Regions from separate parts of the Mus musculus genome. Here all the other regions are linked to region 1. Evidence: chromatin contacts called from public HiChIP or PLAC-seq, capture Hi-C and promoter capture Hi-C data. All regions are on one chromosome and are shown on one strand. Each heading gives the region's core, a stretch centred on a gene start, on an enhancer-like site or on the middle of the called end of the contact. The rest is flanking DNA. Distances are from core to core; before and after follow the strand shown.

The links. Promoter capture Hi-C pulls out the DNA fragments that hold promoters and counts their contacts. HiChIP or PLAC-seq counts read pairs in DNA pulled down with a chosen protein or histone mark. Capture Hi-C pulls out chosen DNA fragments and counts their contacts.
Region 2: a contact with region 1 is called in an H3K4me3 HiChIP or PLAC-seq map of bone marrow-derived macrophages, with 7 times the contacts expected there. The contact joins the enhancer-like site here to the promoter of Appl2 in region 1. A contact is called at or near these places in 7 of 39 promoter capture datasets (the 3T3-L1 cell line, embryonic stem cells, hippocampal neurons and 3 more), 1 of 15 datasets of contacts at CTCF or cohesin (large pre-B cells), 6 of 484 Hi-C or Micro-C datasets (the Ba/F3 cell line, CD8 T cells, the N1E-115 cell line and 3 more), 6 of 115 datasets of contacts at active chromatin or transcription factors (astrocytes, bone marrow-derived macrophages, embryonic forebrain and 3 more) and 1 of 9 other capture datasets (embryonic stem cells).
Region 3: a capture Hi-C map of embryonic stem cells shows a contact between it and region 1, with 2.4 times the contacts expected there. The contact joins the promoter of Chst11 here to the promoter of Appl2 in region 1. A contact is called at or near these places in 3 of 39 promoter capture datasets (embryonic stem cells, pre-B cells and stem cell-derived epiblast-like cells), 3 of 484 Hi-C or Micro-C datasets (the N1E-115 cell line, cerebellum and hematopoietic stem and progenitor cells), 3 of 115 datasets of contacts at active chromatin or transcription factors (bone marrow-derived macrophages, memory CD8 T cells and stem cell-derived neural progenitor cells) and 1 of 9 other capture datasets (embryonic stem cells).
Region 4: a promoter capture Hi-C map of hippocampal neurons shows a contact between it and region 1, with 2.1 times the contacts expected there. The contact joins the enhancer-like site here to the promoter of Appl2 in region 1. A contact is called at or near these places in 1 of 39 promoter capture datasets (hippocampal neurons) and 4 of 115 datasets of contacts at active chromatin or transcription factors (astrocytes, bone marrow-derived macrophages, extraembryonic endoderm stem cells and 1 more).

What each region holds. Positions count from the first base shown.
Region 1 is chr10:83,647,145-83,650,055 of GRCm38.p6, reverse strand. It overlaps Appl2 (adaptor protein, phosphotyrosine interaction, PH domain and leucine zipper containing 2), which reads left to right and starts at 1,392. Exons shown (of 21, transcript NM_145220.2): 1 at 1,392-1,528. The coding sequence starts at 1,475.
Region 2 is chr10:82,912,511-82,915,258 of GRCm38.p6, reverse strand. No RefSeq gene overlaps it. Among named protein-coding and RNA genes, the nearest start is that of Gm33781, 21 kb to the left of the region's middle. Within about 2 kb of position 1,333, at least 34 of the 459 cell types and tissues checked have an H3K27ac peak or open chromatin away from gene starts, as enhancers often do. A contact at or near this core is called in the Ba/F3 cell line, CD8 T cells and bone marrow-derived macrophages, where this site is marked.
Region 3 is chr10:82,984,021-82,986,785 of GRCm38.p6, reverse strand. It overlaps Chst11 (carbohydrate sulfotransferase 11), which reads right to left and starts at 1,289. Exons shown (of 3, transcript NM_021439.2): 1 at 804-1,289. The coding sequence starts at 921.
Region 4 is chr10:84,387,625-84,390,358 of GRCm38.p6, reverse strand. The region is part of intron 4 of Nuak1 (NUAK family, SNF1-like kinase, 1); the gene reads left to right. Among named protein-coding and RNA genes, the nearest start is that of Nuak1, 52 kb to the left of the region's middle. Within about 2 kb of position 1,473, at least 96 of the 459 cell types and tissues checked have an H3K27ac peak or open chromatin away from gene starts, as enhancers often do. A contact at or near this core is called in extraembryonic endoderm stem cells, hippocampal neurons and microglia, where this site is marked.

The sequences.
Region 1 (2,911 bases), core at 143-2,642:
TACTGATTTTATGTGTCAATCCATTGAAACTCGTGCCTTTAATATACGTCAAATTCCACTTCTGACCTTCTACACAACCTTTTCTTCTTTCTCCAGCCTACGCTGTAGGGTCCTGAGTAAAGTATCTCATTCTCCAGTGTCCCTTCTTCTCACTTTTAAATGACATCACAGAACTACATAATCTATCCTTTCTAACCCCGAAAATTTCATTATGAAATTCTCCATAACGAAAAACCTTAAAAAACCAGGAAGATGAGACCTAATTATATGGCCCCAAATCATTTAGCAGTGATCTGAATATCACGGAAAACACACACACACACACACACACACACACACACACACGCACGCACGCACACACACACACACACACACACACACGTAATGTCTGTGCTCTGAACTGTTTGAGTGTGGGCCTGTCCTGGTATTTAAAAAAAAAAAAAAGAGGCCAGAGGCTGGTAAGATGGTTCAATAGTTAAGGGCACTTATCTCCAAGCCTGAGACCTGAGTTTAATATCCAGAATCCCCATGGTTGGAAGGAGAAAAGTCTTTCACAGTTTGTCTTCTGAACTTCACACACTAAATATAATTTGTCTTGTTGTATTTTTAAATGGTGTGTGCATTTCCTATGGGAGATACGTGCACATGAGTGTGCCCATGCATGTCCCTACGGGAAATAAGGTGCATGCCACAGCCTCCTACCAGGTGCTGAGAAGCAAACTCACATCTTCTGCAATGTCCTTTACACCATCTCTCCTGCTCTACCCAAGCCCATCTTCTAACCCAAATTAAAAAATAAAATAAGAAGACGCCAAGGCTGGGGGTGTGGCTACTTTGGTAGAGGGTTTGCCTAACTTGAAGGAAGCCCTGGGTTTGATCCCCAGCACTGCACAAAACTCCAGTTTGGTAGTCGAAGTCTGTTATCCCATCACGCTCTGAAAGTGGAGGCAAGAGGATCAGAAATTTAGAATCATCCTCAGTTACACAGCGAGTTAGATGACAGCCTGACTCCCTACCCCCGCCCCCCCCCCCACACACCCCAAAAAGAGGCCAGAGAACAACTGCAAAATCTGTTCACTCTTATCTCCTCCCACACAGAGAGAGCAATCTGCAGAACCGCAAGAAGATAAAAGCCTATCGTCCCACCCGGAGATGCGCCATGAGCACGGGGGAGGGCAGCCTCGAGCACCGGGGAGGGCAGCCTCCAGCCGGAACCTCCCGGTGCTGCTGCGCTGGCCGGAGGGGCCCGAAGCCCCGGGATCGGACGGAAGCGTGGTCGCCACACTTCCGGTGTCCTGTCCCGGACTGTCTACATGTCCGGCGCCTGCCACACTTCCTGTTGATCCCGGCAGCGGGGGGCCGGGCTGAGGGGCGGGCCGCGGAGAGTGGGCAGGCGCGGGCTCCGAGCTAAGTCTCAAGTCCCCGAGCGCCGAGTGTCCCCTCCTCGCATCCCGCGCTCCCTCGCCGCCGCGCCATGCCCGCCGTGGACAAGCTCCTGCTGGAGGAGGCGCTGCAGGACAGCCCCCAGGTACCCCCGGGAAGGCTGGGAGGGAGCCGCGGTGCCCCACCGGCGCTCGGGGAGGTCGGGCAGTCGTTGTCCCACAGTAGTAGCTCCCTAGCAGGGTAACAAGGTTTTCAAGCAGTGTCTCGTGCAGAAGAAGGCGACAGCACTATCCACACAGACGCTGCTGGTACTAACGAGTCCACGAGACCTAATGAATGCAGGGGCCGGAATAGGAAGCACAGAAAACCTGGATCCATCGCCAAGTCGACCCAGGGAAGAGAAAATTCCAACATTTGCCCCATTTGTGCCACAGGGTGGTGGTGATGGGGCTTCATTAATATAGTGGAGATGTGAATCAAGCCCTTTGAGCTTGAGATAGTGCATAGTGACAGTAGTTCAGAAGTCACAGGACTTTCCCCAGGGATCTTCTATTCCCTTTCCTGGTATGGCATCCCTAGCTTATTTAAATAAATACCTTCATCCTCTAGTATCTCCGGTCCTGAAAAAACTAGAAAGGCTCAAGCTGTTCTTCACAGTCTCTCCTCTTCTTTCGGGTTTCTTCCTTGGCTCCCAAAGTAACTTGTACCTCCCAGATGGAAGTTTGATGAGTTTACCTACATTTCCCCCATCTCTCCCTTGCAGAATAAATCAAAAGGGCTATCGGTGTGTGCCTGTCTTAGGCTCAGTTCTGAATGATTGTCCCCATGTAGAGGAGCAAGGATATGTAAGCAAGCTGTGATAATTAGTATTCCCATTACTTGGGATTTTGTTTTTTGTTGTGTTTTGTTTTGATACAAGGTCTTACTATGTAGCCATAACTGGACTGAAAACTTGCCCTGTAGACCACGCTAGCCTTGAACTTACATCTTGGGTGCTGGGATTACAGATGTGTTGTTATGCTCAGCCTGTTTTGTTTGTTTGTTTGTTTGTTTTGTTTTTTAACTGATTCAACTTTTTAAACAGACTGGCATGTATTGTGCTAATTCTTCGCAGGCTTCCTTATACAGCTCTGGATGTCAGGTGTTTGCTTTGGACCCCAGCCTTTGTTGGAAAGCATTTCAGCCTTCCTCCCCTGTCGTTAGGATCTGAACATAAGCGTGTGGAAATCATAACCACCGTGGTTGTGAATAGGGCTTTCCATTTGCTTTGTACTTGGTGACACGGAAGGTCAAAGACAGACCGTTTCCCTAACCAGTCGTGATGGTGGCAGAGCCAGGCACACAGACATCGCACAGTCTGGAGTTTTGAGGCCTCTAATGGGTGCGCACCATTTCTGAATGGCATAAATGAGTCTGAGACCTGGGCTGCAGTTCTGCTTCTAATTGTCCGGTGTTCTCATCTGCAGAAACTCCACAGAAAACAAGGAACATGGGGCAGATGGTCTTGAAATCGGCGGAATAGTCTAAA
Region 2 (2,748 bases), core at 84-2,583, 730 kb after region 1:
GGTAGTATCCTCAGCAGCACATACAACAGATGTGGTGGTACACGCCTGTAATCTCAAGACTTGGGAGTTGGAGGCAGGAGGGTCAGATCGTGGTTAACCTTGGCTATATAGAAAGTTTAAGGCCAGCCTGGGCTAAATAAAAATATGTCCTAGGAGATATTTAGGAAGAGGGTGGTATGAGTGGAGTTTGGGGCATGAGGCTCAGTCCAAAGTCCAGTCTCTGATAGAAGAAGCGGTTAGGATGGGTGATGTCTCACCAAGAGAGCCTGGGGAGGCATCCATTGGCTTGCCCAAATCTTGAGGCGCCCATCTATCTCTCTCCACGTGCAGCATCTCCTTCATCTCAAGGCTGAAGGCCTATGAGGGAGATCAGAAGAGCATCCTTCCAGGATGCAGACCTTGAGACACGGCAGCCCAACAGAACGCTGTTCAGAAAGCACATGCTCTTTAGAAGACGTGGAATACAGATCCCACTGGGGAGCGGCCTCGGGGATATATTTTAATTGCTCATAGTACAGGCGGCCTTACAAAGGGACCCTTTATTTATTAATTATGGTTTTCTAAATATAACTTTTTTTGGCTTTATGAGACAGGGTTTCTCTGTGTAGCCCTGACTGTCCTAGAACTCCATCTGTAGATCAGGCTGGCCTCAAACTCAGAGCGCCATCTGCTTCTTTCTCCGGAGTGCTGGGATTAAAAGTGTGTGCCATCACTACCTGGCCCTAAAAGTGATTTTTTATAAACCTGCATATTATCCACATAGTCACAATATGTGGCTTCTCTTCCCTTGTTATTCTGTAAATCTTTGTCACATCTTATGATTGCTGTGCCATTTTTAAGTACAGCAGTAGCAGCAGGTTGCTTCTCCTTGGGACACCCACAGTCACAAAAGCTTCGTCAAAACTTTTCCAAGTTCCTTCCTGTTTTTAAGAGCAGATAGATTCAGTTGATAATCTGGGGCAGCTGTCCCTCATGCAGTGACTCTCAGTCCAAGCTGTTTGAATCCATTCCATGAGAAACTTGCCACAATGTTTCTGCTCACTGTCATTGGTCAGAACCAGTCACCACTCATGGGCTCCCACCCAGGGAGGAGGGAAGAAATGGGAATGGCTGAGCCCCGGTCATGTCTACCATACTATACTCGTGAGCGGTTCATTCCTTCAGTAAGTACATTCTAGGCTCAAAGTCAACACTTCTGACTCTTACAAAGGCTAAATGGCTGACAAACCGCAGAAAGATTTGTCCATATTCAGCAAACAGGAAGTCTGGAACCAATACAGGCAGATTTGCTGCCTATTTTTTGGTTCCTTGGTAGCGCCTCTGGCGGTGTCTTCAGAGAGGAGGAGGTGAGGCTCTCTCTGAGTCACTTCTTGAGGTCACTTAGGGAGCTGCACTGTGCTGTGACAGGCAGAGCAGCTTAAGAGAGGGAGGATTTCTTTGGGGCCCCTGTTTAGGAAGGTGCATCAAGGCAGGGAAGACCACCATGGCAGCAGGGACACAGCGGGGACTCTTCACATCTCAGTGTTTCAGGAAGTGAGTGGGAGGTGGAGGGATGCTCATCCAGGACTGGGAAGTGAAAAGGGGTAGGGGTGGGGGTTGGGGGAGAGAGTGGGGTGGGATGGGGGAGGAGGGTGGGATGGTGGGGGAATGCTAGTCCAAGGCTGGCTGCCTCCTCTTTCTCTCTTCTTTCAACCTTGGATTCCAGTCCTTGGATGGTGCCTCCCACACTGAGGGTCAATCTTCTCTCCTCCATATAATCTCTCCCTCACACACAGCCGAAGGCTTGCCCCACTCAGGAGCTGATAATCAGAACTAACTGTCACACCATCTATAAAGCTCTCTGTGGCCTTAGTTAAGCTCAATTATCTCCCCCAAAGCCGCACCTCCTATCATAACCTTGGGGGTCAAGATTTCAACATCTGAACTGGACGGGAAAGGAAGACACAGACATTCTGACAACAGATCTAAAGGCAACCGTGCAGAACACCATATCTAGCTAGATGTAGTGCCACAGGCCTGTAATCCCAACACTCAGGCACTGGAGGCAATAAACATCATGAGTTCAAGGCCAGCTCCCGGGACAGATGTCGCCGTCGCCGAACAAGCAAATCCAAAATAAAACCAATCAATCTCAAAGCATTCTTGAGGTGTCTATTAACAAAGCAGATTGTGGCCTCTAGTCTCTCCCAGCATTCTCTCCAGTACCAGTTATATCGTCCTGGCTCCTCTCAGCACCTACCTGTCACCCCTGCCCCTACCCTACCCTCTCCAGCCCTGAGAGTCCCTTCTCTTACCCTAGCTTCTCTTTCTTATATAACTCAGTCACTGTGGGTACCCGGTGCTTGCTTGGTTCTGCTCTTGACTCGGCTCTGGAACCTATCTTTGTCCCTTTGCCTTCTCTCCTCTTCCCTCTCTCTTCCCTCTCTCCTCTACCTCCCTCCCTCTCTCACTCCCCCTTCTTGTGCGTGGCCCGGTCTGTTCTGGCCATGTTCAGTCTAGACTCTTCCAGTTGCCTCTGGCTGTGCTCTCTCTCATATCTACAATAAAACCCGTCTCCCCAACCACTCCTCGGAGGGATTCTGTCCTCATTTTCATTCAAAGGCCAACTGAAGCCCCCCAGAGAGGGGCACATTCCTGCCTGAAACATGAATATGTTGCCTTGTGCAATAAAAGGTAACGAACATGCAGACATTACTAACTCAGGAATACAGAGATGGACAATCACTCTAGATTGCCCAGATGAGCTCA
Region 3 (2,765 bases), core at 40-2,539, 660 kb after region 1:
TTCCTGTGCTGCAGAAGTCTCTAAATGCTCAGAACCCAAGAAGAAGGGATGAAACTGCACAAAGTATCTCCAAGAGCTTTGATGGTCAAAGTGCAGCCCAAAGGCTCTGGAGTTCCTAGCTGGGGGGTCTGGGGCCAGGAGATGGTAGACCAGGCCCAGGAGCAACAGCTGCAAAGTCACCACCGTGCTGGACCCTGGGGTGTTTTCGCAAAATATCTCCCCCGATGGAGAGAAGAGCAGGGAACCTACCCACTCTGTCCCCACACCTGCTCTGCTGCTGAGCTTGGAACACGTGGTAGCTGGGCTTGGGGCTTCCCAGGCGGCTGCAGGGACTCACTACCCAGCCGGGGCGTGCACCACTCGCCCGGGGGTCCCCAACCAGGAAGAGGCAGCGCTGCCTGGCGCAGAACAGCCGGCTGCCAGCGCCTGCTTCACCTCAGCCCTCAGCAGCAACCCGGACAGAGTTTTGTAGTCTTCCCATCAACCCGGGCAGCTTCCAACAAGCCCTACCTTTCTATGCCACCTAGCCAATAGACAAGACACAAAGAAAAAAAGAAAAGAAAAGAAAAGAAAAAGGAGGCAACAACACGCGCCGCTGTCTCTCCTTGCAGTCTCAACCTCTAGCCTGGAGATGGGAGGAAGAGGAAGCGCACCTTCTCTTCCCATCCCAACTCCGTGACCCGCGGATCCCGGCAGTAAAGAGCCCCGAAGAGGCCGAAGGGAAGAGGTGAGGTTGGAAGAAGCAGAAAGCAGAGCGAGAGAGGAGAAAATATCCAACAAAACCACGCTAACGCGCCCCCTACCTGGGTGCAACATACTTTGGAAATAGAAGATGACCAAGATAAAGGATCCGAAGCAAGTGGCCAGCACCATCCGGCAAATTCTGTTCATCCTCATCACTTCCAGCAGCGCCGGCTTCATGGCTTTGTCCTGGCCGCGGGGACCCGGCTGTCCGGGAGGCGCGTCCCGAGCGCAGAAGCGGGGACCCCGCCGCGGGGGTACCAGCACCGGGGAGGCTCAGAACAGAGCTGGCTGGGCTCCGGAGCTGGCTCCCGCTAGCTTCACCGAGGCTCTCCGAGGCCCCGACTCTGGTCTAGAGGGTGAAAGGCGCAGGAGTTGGTGTGCAAGTGTGAGGATGCGTGGCTCCGGCCGCGCGCTCCTGCCGGTCCGCCTCGCCTCTGCTCGATGCTCCGCCGCCTCCTCTGCTGGCGCCTGCGGCCGCCGCTGCCTCCTCACGGGCCGGGCGACCGGGATGCGAGAAGGAAGGTGCCGCCGCCGCCGTGCACTGGCCTCTGTGACTGTCCAGGCCCCCCTCCCTCCCTCCCTCGCCAAAAGCTACTTCATTGCGCTCCAGTGATCTATATATTCCAGGGCTGGGTTTTACCAAACGCAACTCGCAGCCCCCGGCGAGGGGAGGGCGCCGGCGAGCGGGGAGGGCGGGGCCGCGCCGGGGCGGAGCGTCGCCTCCCCCCGCCCCTACCCGAGACGTGGTCGCGTCCAGCTGTTTCCCGGGGAGTCCGGAGTGCGCAGCACGCTCCCGCAGGGTCCCAAAAGCCCTCAGTCCCTGGGCGGAGCTGGGCCGCTGTCTCGAGGTTGCGTGAACGTTTCCATGACACAACCGGGATGGGGGAAAACCATGAATAAGATGCTGTAGTGCTGCCACCCGTTCTCCGGTGTGGCGAGAAGCAGGTTAGGTGACAGAGGCAAACAGGAGCCCTGCTGACACGCGACCATTTACAATCCCTGGGCGGTTTAGCAGGGGAAGTTGCCCCACGCTCCCCTAAGAGCGGATGCCCTTCTCATACTGATCAAAAACTGGGCAGTTCCGTTTTTCTTTCAAAGGACAGCTCAGCTTGAGGGCTGCTTTTGCAAAGAGGTTAAAGAGAGCGGACTTAAAGTCAAGGTTAGGGAAACTGTTCCGGCATCCCAGGATCTGGTGACTGCCGCTGCTAGCCTTTCTGACACGTGCCCTCACCCGCACCCCTCGGGGCAAAGCGGGTTTGTAGCTTTTAAAACTGTTTCACCAAAAGGTACAGCTTTCTGTAATTTATTCGAAGTGTATGAGAATCAGTCGGACGGATGTGAAAAGACGCCCCTAAAAGTCCAACAAAGTGTTGGGAGTGGAGGCTGGGAGGGGGAGATCCAAGCCAGCTTAGCCTTGGCAGGTAGAGAGAAAGATGGCGCTGCTTACCTGCATTGTGTAAAATGTTGTTAAATGCTCAGCTCCATGCATTTGGGTGGCCAAGGATCAATAAGGTGGACGCGGGTCAATGATAAGGAGATCACTTTTATGCCAGGAAAGCAGGGTTATTGTAAAGCCTGACCTTTCTACTTTACCATTAAATGCATTTACAGAATGCTGGATTCCATAAGACATTGTACCTTTGAATGTGTCTCTTCACAGGGGCACTGATAAATTCTTGTCGAATCTGAATGTAATGGGCCTTATCCTCCCCTCACATTTGACAGACTCACAAGTTGCTTTCTGATACATGTATCCAGAAACGCCTCCAAACCTCCTCTTCCTTCTCCTGAAGTTTTCCCTTCAGCAGAGAAAGTCCGCAGGCTTCCTGTGATTCAGACAAGAGTCAATTACAGGGAGATATTTATGTAGCCAGTATTATTTTGCTGCTCCTTTATGAATGAGTTGCTTGCTGAGGTGGCCGAGATATACATGCTCCAATACAAGCCACTCCCCAGGGAGTCCCCACATGATGTGAGTAGGCACTGCTGTATAGTCTCCTCCTAGTGCACTGGGTGGGAGG
Region 4 (2,734 bases), core at 224-2,723, 740 kb before region 1:
CAGGGTTCAGGATAAATTTCTCACGCACTGAACTTAGCTTCTCCTGTCAGGTAGGAAGAAGAGCTGTGTACTGTTTGTTTATTTTCCCCAGTCAATTTTTTCCCGAGAGTTTCTGTGGGCAATCCCCAGTTCTAGGTACCGACAATAAATGTGAAAGTAGTTAGAAATGCATTCAGAGGAGGTGGTGCTTAGCTGTGTCCATCCCAAGAGCTTGCCTAAGTCTAAGTGTCTGGCCCCTGCAGGAGGAAATGCATGGAAAGCCAGAAGCTTGGGCAAGTGGTTCTGGGATGGGGTGGTGGTCGGGCCTGCTGTCAGTTTGGACCCTTGCCTTCTAAGGGTTCCATATCATCTGTTGATCTCAGTGATACCCTGTCCAGATTCTTCCTGCCACCTGTCGCCGGGAGCCCTCGGAACTAAATGTAGACTATACAAGGTCTGGAATGTGAGCCTCTCGCCTGGGGATTGGGTTCTGTGGTACAGTGGGACCTCTTGGTCCCATGCTGTAGCCCCAGAAGTGATAAGGTGCATAGCTTCCTGTGGAGTCATAGAATTCCCTAATGGAGCAGAAGAATGGCCAGAATTCAGAGAGCAATTGTGTTGGGGACAATGGGGCAGCAGCCTGGAAGAACAGCTCATTTGTAAAACCCAAAGCAACAGAGAAGTGACTGTAGGGCATGGGGCTCCTGGGGACCAGGTTTTCCACCTGAGAGCCTCTGTTTTTGTATCCAAGTAGCACACATAGTACTTAATTACAAAAGTCAACTTTGGTCCTATATTTTTCTTTGTCTGTTTTCTTAGGAATCTCTGCTCCTGACATTGCCCAGGGTGGGAACGTGTGTGAGCATGTGTGTGTGTGTGTGTGTGTGTGTGTGTGTGCGCGCGCGTGTGCGCACACTCACACATAATCAAATCTGTCCTTTTAACAAGTCATTATTTACTGTTTCCTCCGTTGCTGCAGAGATGTCAACTAAGACCTGATAGTCTAGTTGAAAGAACTTGTTGAGGGTCGATTTCCAGCCTGGACTGTCTAAGGGGTGTGCCTGAGATCAGGAGTTTGTTGTCTTTCTCATTCCAGAGCATCTCCTGGTGCCTGGCACATGTAAGCATTATAACTGATTGATTTGTGGGCAAAGGAGCCCCTAGCCAGGATTAAAACTCACTCCCATGTTTGACTTCCAGGCAAACTCCATCCTCTTGCACCCACTTCCAAGTGTTTTAAAAATGTGTTTCAGCTGGTGCTGATTTGCCTTCCGGCTGCATGGGAATCCGCGCTTCCTGACTCAGCACTTTGCAGATGCATATTTAGAAAGGACAGTTGCTGACAGAAGCAGTCATACACATGGCCACAAGCTGGCCTTCTGTGTGAATGAAAGGCCATCGCTGCCTGGCCTAGGGGGACCGTGGGTACAAATGGACTACCAACCAACCGGATGTGAGTGGCAAGATCGATCGTGCTAAGGGCAGGGGGAGTGGCTGTCACATTGTGGGTCCACCTCTCCTGTGGCCCCGCGGGAAGTCTCTAAAGATGCTTCTGGCTGGAATGTGTTAGATGTTGCTGCAGTTTTGGTGTGAGCCATGTGACTGGTTGCTCTTCCCTTCTGTGCCTTATGCTGATTTGCAATGAGCACATCTGGTTTTGGAAATTATCTATCTGGCCACGGCAAGAGGGTGCGGCTTCTAAAAATATTCACGCAGTCCAACGGCAGAAGGAATGAGCGCGATGCGCTAGCTGCCTTGGGTCGCATTCCACCCTCTGTGGAAGCGTGGACTAAAATAGCACCCAGCCTAGCATTAATTTGCAATTAATGAAAACAGGCCAGATTCACATCCCACTCTCTGGGAGAATGGAATGCTGACCATTCCCAGAGAAGGCTCCTGTAAAAGTGCCTGCCGGAAGAGGGCCAGGCGCCCGGGTCAGCTGACCTCCTCTTGCAGGGCTGGGAATCTGCAGGGCTTTCAGAGCTCAGGAGAGAGGAACAGAGGGGAGATGATCTACTGCCCCTGTGACAATGGAGGCATGGCTGCTGTGGATAAGAGAGTCGCTTTGAATGGCAGTGACAAGAAGAGATAGAAATCTTGGCAGCTTAGCAAGGCGAAGCTTGGCATCATGGACCTCTGGGCTTTGGAGTGTGAGAACTTTGTAGTCTTGCATTAACTCCTTCATTTACCCATCAGGTGCACCCGAGTGTGTATATGTGGGGTTATTTATATCACAGCATACCTGCGCTGCCTGAGGTCATTCTTCTATCCTTTCAGGAGCTGAATATCTAGTATAGAGCATATGGCTTGATCATAAAATACTTAACCAAGTGTCAAATGCTATGTCGTTAGTCCTGTGCCGGGTGTTGGGGGATTTAATGGGGGAGGGATGGCCAGGTCCCTCTTGTCTTGGAGCTCTGAGTCTGGTGGTCATTTAACTAGTAGTGATAACTAGTCACCAAATATTAAGAAGGCAAAGAAGATAAGGTGTGCCCCCCTCCCTGCAGTGGACTTGGGGTTTCAGCTGGGGCTGAAACCAATAAACAAAAGAGTATGTGATCCACTTGTGCTGTGAAGGAGGTTGATCAGGGTGGGGACGGCGCCTGGCAGTGCCGTTCAGTGAATCTGGTCCAGAAAGGCTCCTTTGCATTGCCCTTGAAATCCTCAAATCTACAAAGCTTTCTCTGCCTTCCTGACCTTGGAACACACGGTTCCCTCTGTCTGGAATGCCCTTTCCATTCCCCCTTATCTGTCT